2 separate regions of the Macaca mulatta genome follow, and region 1 is linked to region 2. Evidence: chromatin contacts called from public Hi-C data. All regions are on one chromosome and are shown on one strand. Each heading gives the region's core, a stretch centred on a gene start, on an enhancer-like site or on the middle of the called end of the contact. The rest is flanking DNA. Distances are from core to core; before and after follow the strand shown. Region 1 holds the start of PRKCI (protein kinase C iota). Region 2 holds the start of PHC3 (polyhomeotic homolog 3).

What was found. Hi-C and Micro-C count contacts between places; a contact is called where the count stands out from the background.
Region 1: a Hi-C map of fetal cortex germinal zone shows a contact between it and region 2, with 1.6 times the contacts expected there. The contact joins the promoter of PRKCI here to the promoter of PHC3 in region 2. A contact is called at or near these places in 3 of 14 Hi-C or Micro-C datasets (fetal cortex germinal zone, fibroblasts and liver).

The regions. Positions count from the first base shown.
Region 1 is chr2:81,938,577-81,941,276 of T2T-MMU8v2.0, forward strand. PRKCI (protein kinase C iota) reads left to right here and starts at 1,343. Exons shown (of 19, transcript XM_015131633.3): 1 at 1,343-1,689.
Region 2 is chr2:81,902,580-81,905,279 of T2T-MMU8v2.0, forward strand. PHC3 (polyhomeotic homolog 3) reads right to left here and starts at 1,329. Exons shown (of 16, transcript XR_013413632.1): 1 at 1,288-1,329. It overlaps LOC144339047 (a long non-coding RNA gene), which reads left to right and starts at 963. Exons shown (of 3, transcript XR_013413651.1): 1 at 963-1,096.

The DNA of each region.
Region 1 (2,700 bases), core at 93-2,592, 36 kb after region 2:
TCCATAGTTAATCCCTCTGTATTAAACATGCTGATGCAGGTCTCCAATTGGTGAAAACCTGATACCAAGTTTTCAATGGGATTTTTGTTTGTCTGTTTAAGAGATGGGGTCTCACCATGTTGCTCAGGCTGGCCTTGAACTCCTGGGCTCAAGTGATCCTCCTGCCTCAGCCTCTCAAAGGCTGGGACTACAGGCATGTAGCCCTTTGCCTGACTCAAGGGGAATTTTTAGTAAGAGTATATAATCCAAGTCTGTAGCAGTTGGAGGATGTCGTACCACGCTAAAATGTCACACATAACTGATGACTCAGTCCCCCAAGCCTATTTTATCATCGTAAAGAAAGCTATTTCTTTGATTATTCCAACTCGTTCAGCACCAGGACTGCTGTAGGGGCTGGATTCATGCTACCTGTAGTTGCAGTGTAAATTATGTGTCAGAGCCAACATCCTAGGAAAGTCAGAGACTAGGTTACAAGGACGATTCTTTCTAATCCTTGGTAAGCCAGTTTTTAACAGAATGAAATGCTCTTGGATTGACTGACTTGATTGGGCAAGTATTCATTATGCTCTTGTTCCATGCAAGGGCAGTCTACAAGGGCCTAGATATGGGGGCCCCCAAATAAGAAAAATCGGGTTTTCATCCTATCTTCTGGTTGACTTTCTTCCTTTATTATATTTGTTACATATGTTATTAAATTATTTCCATAAAAGAGGTTACGCTGAGCAGGTAACCAAATTCTTGTTCCCCAAAAAGACATGTATAATTTAGACGATTTATGCAATTAGAAGATGGGAGACTTAATCAGATAATAAAGTCTAGAACGTGAGAAAGCCCAGTCATTTCCAGGACCTTCAGATGCCCAAGCTGGATCCAGGTTTTCCACCCCAACAGCTCCAGGGAGCACGCTGGAGAGAGAGACTTCACCAACGGGAAGGCGCGCAACCCTACGCGCAAGGAACCTCAAGTCCCAGAATGCCATGAGGACTCCAAATCCCAGAAACCTGCACGCAAATCTATCCCGGGTGCCAAGTCGGCCGACCGCAGGCGTGACCAAGTTGCGAGGCTAGGGTGAGGTGTCGTAGAATTTGTCCCTACCATTGTTCCTCCAGGGAAGAGACTTTAGTGATCTAGAGCTGGTCATTGTCTCTTTCACAGCTCGCGTGAAAGCACCCCTCCTGGCCTGTTTGATGCCATAAGCAGCGTCTCCCATTCCCTCTGTCTCCTTTCTCTGCCCCCGTAAGGATGGTTCAGCCCGGCATTGAGGCTCCTTGAGCTGGCTAGATGGTTGCGCCCGCCCTACCCCGGAATGTGGGCCTTTGGAGCGAGCGAAGTGGGAGGGACCGACGCAGGAGGTGTCCTGGGCCCGGGCGGCTGTAGAGGCGGCGGCGCCTACGGGGAGTGGGAGGAGCCGCGCGGTTCCGGCTGCTCCGGCGAGGCGACCCTTGGGTCGGCGCTGCGGGCGAGGTGGGCAGGTAGGTGGGCTGACGGCCGCGGCTCTCCGACAGGCGCGGGCGGCGGAGTCCCCCACGGGGTCCGGAGCGCCCCCCCGCACCCCCGGCCTCCAGTGTTGAGGCGGGGGAGTGAGGAGATGCCGACTCAGAGGGACAGCAGCACCATGTCCCACACGGTCGCAGGCGGCGGCAGCGGGGACCATTCCCACCAGGTCCGGGTGAAAGCCTACTACCGCGGGTGAGTGTCCTGGGGCAGGGCGCGTGGGCGGGAGGGGACAGGCCGGCTCCACTCGGCATGGAGGAGGGGAGGGTGAGGGGCTGGAGGTGTTGTAGGCGGGTTGGGCTGGGCGGGCGGGCGGCTCCGGTGACTCAGGGCGAATGACGAAGTGATGGGGGTGGGGGCGAAGCAAGGGGACGCAGGACTGGAGGGGTACCCAGGTATGGCAGTGCGGGGACCCAAGGGGCCAGAGTAGGGTCCGAGGAGGAACCTAAGGGATAGAGTAGGTGCACCTGGTGTGGACGAGAGACTCGTCTACTGAGAGCTTTGTAGTGGCCTTGCATCCTTAAGTCTGGGTGTATTTGGGGTTGCGAGTTGAGGATTCCAAGCGGTGCTTTAGTTAACTCTGTTTGCTGTGGGGATAGAAAACGGGACTACTTCAGTTAGCTGGCCGTTTTGATTACCAGCAGGCCTAACGCCTCTTGTTCTCTTAGATATATCTTCATCCCCGTTGTGTTCACGTAGTGTATCTGCACTGCCAGTATATTAGACATAGGGGTTGTATTTAAGAATCAAGTCGATGCGTTTTCAGGGACGTGCAGTGGGTACTTATGTCTCGTCAAGATTAAGTTGCATGTGTGTAAATCAAAATTTTGTGAGCCTTTCTTTCTCGGTGTTGTTTGAACGACTACCCGATAGGGTGAGATACTGCAAAGTGCGACTAGCCTAGTTGCAGTTTTAAATTCTCTGATCTTCACTCTTACTATGGTTACAAGAAAAAACCCAGTTCTGAGTTCATTGTGTTAAATCATTTTCTGTCAGTGACGCAAAGTGTCCCCTTCCTTTAAATACAGTTGTGGTTTGAATTTTTTTTTTTTTTTTTGAGATAATTATGTTTAGGAGCATTAGAAATGTGAAATGTTAGTGTGACCATAAAGGTTTGAGACTGAGAAGTCACAAAAAACCCAGCTACTTTGACTTGCCTTACTGCTTGTCCAGGTAGAAGTAAATTGCTTTAAAAAACTCAAGCAG
Region 2 (2,700 bases), core at 79-2,578:
GGAGACAGAGTGAAAGACGCTGTCACAAATAAAGAAAAAGAAAATAAGAGGAAAAGTGAAAGGAAAACCGTCAGAAAGAAAGCTGACTCCTCACTTACTTTTTGGATTAGTGAATAATTCATACATCTTTATGCTTCTGGTTTGGTTTTTTTTTTCCCAAACTGCCTTCCAATCAAATCACAGCATCATATAGTAACTGTTCAACATTATACAGTATTAGTGGTAGATAAGGTAAACTTTTTACCAAACTGCTGCCTGTCATACTACTACCGTATAGTGTACCAATGACATGCAAAAGGCGAGCTTAAGTTCTGGTCTTTTTAAAGTGTTAATCTGCTCAACCATGCCCTCCAATCCAAACAGTATGGTAAACAGTTCTAACTACGAACCAAAAATGGTCACAGAGAATCCAAATTCTAGGCGTAAGTCTAAACATCGGTGAGTGGAACTGGCCAAACCATCGCACTGCATTTTGAGGCCTGGCACAAAAGAACAATTTTGGAAACTCCACCGTCTAGGCATACTAATACCCGCAAAATACAGCCAGCAGTTCTGGCGCACAAGAGGCCTACCTAGGAAACAGTTAAGTTCTGGAGTCGTTAACTAAGCATAACGTCACACCGACACACAAGAATGTGGCCTGCTTGTGAGGCAGCAACGCTGCAGCCAGAGACTCGAGGGAAAGATCTTTCTTTCAGGGTGTTTTCAGCCTCACGAGACTTGCAAGCAGCCCCCGCCGCTCTCAGGCCCACGCTGGGACAACTCCTGCAGGCCTCCGGCACGAGGGTTGTGGACAGCCCCGCGTCTCGGGTTCTCCCGCTGAGGAGGAGTGGGGTGGTGCCGAGGCGGGAAAGAGCGGAAGGCGAAGGAGGCCTGGCAGTGCCCGCCCTGCCCTACGCAGCCTCCGCGGGCCCCTGCGCAGGCAGCCGTAACAAGGCTGCCCGCCGGGCCCACTTGCAGAAATGACAGCGCCTGAGGAGCCCACCCGGGCTCGTTCCCCGGAAAGCCCCAGCTCCCGGAGTCCCAACGGTGACCCTGCGCGCAAGGCCGAGCAGATCCGGGACCTGACGGCGGAAGGGGCGCTCCTGCCTGGAGGGTAACTGAACCCTAGAGTTCGCCTTCGCCCCCCGACACGGGCCTAGCAGGCTCCTCCACGATAAGACGGGTGTCGAGTCTCTCTTTCCCCACACTGCCCGCGAAAGAGCCCTGAGCTTTCCCCTGGGGGAACGTGTCGCTGCCCCAACTCGCCCCCCTAGTTACGACATCAGTCACCATCTAGTCACTCACTCCGCTTCCGCCATCTTCTCTCCTCCATCACTAACACGGGTTGCGCATGCGCCCCCCTGGAGGCGGCGGGCGGGGAGGGGAGGGGCGGGGTCGGCTCAGCCCCAGGAGCCCGAGGTCACGTGGGGTCCTCAGCTTCCAATCGCCCCCGCCCACCTCAGGAATTGCTCTCTCTGGAAAGTGACCAGGTTTCCCCAACTTAGATACTAGTGTCTACTCTCCAACCTCTCGCTTTCTCTCGTCCAAGATCTTCTTCTTGGGGAGGGATCTGTAATAAAGATATAAAAAGTTATCTTAGATTGTTAAATTTAAAATTTAAAGAATACGGGCGCGGTGGCTCGCCTGTAATCCCAGCACTTTGGGAGGTTGAGGAGGGTCTCTTGAAGCGAGGAGTTCAAGTTTGAGCCTTGGCAACAAAGTGAGACCCTGACTCTACCAAAAAAAAAACCCAACAACAACAATAATAATAATAAAAATTTTGAAGAATATCTAAAATATAGCAAAGTCTATGCAAACTGCAGAGTGGTTTCAAAGAAAATACCCACGAGGATTGAAGGCTGAGGTCTCAGGGGGAAAGGACATTCAGGGCTGGCTGCAGGGCTTGTTGCCTGGGAGCTTTGGAGTTTGGGGGTCCCAACAAGCAGTGCCTCTCTCCAGCTGAATGATAGTGTTCAGATGCCAGTGAATGAGTGGTTAAGGAATCATCCTGACTACCCTAGGCATATCATTCATGGCTTCAATATGAATTTGCTGAGCGCTTAGTAGGAACTGCAAACTTGAATACCACAAGTAACAAGCAGAAACAGCCACCAGTTTGCTGGTGTGGTCTGCTAAATGCTAACAACTCAGGTGTGTGAGACAAACACGTAAAGATGAGTAAAATAACACATTTCAATATAAATATGAAATAGTAAAGATGAGTCCTTGTCTTCCAAGAAGTAGCAGAGGGGGTTTTATGGACATTTGCATACAATATAATAAGTGTTCTGAAGGTGGGGACAATGGCTCACCCTCATAATCCCAGCACTTTGGGAAGTGAAGTTGGGGGGATTGCTTGAGCCCGGGAGTTTGAGACCAGCCTAGGCAACATGGGGAAACCCCATCTCTACAAAAACTACAAATATTAGCCGGATGTCATGGTGTGCACCTGTGGTCCCGGCTACTCAGGAGGCTAAGGAAAAAGTGTTCTGAAACAGATTTAGTAAGTGCTTTGGAAACTTTAAAGTTCAAGGTGTATAATAAATCTTTACCACCCTTTACAGAAAAAAAAAAAAAGCATATGAACCATAGACAATGTCTCTTTTTGCATTTTGTGAGATGATGGAGTCACAATAATTTCAAGAACTGAAAATGAAGTATTGATACAAATCCATCCTGAAGTGTAATATGGTCTAATGAAAAGTATACTTAATCTTA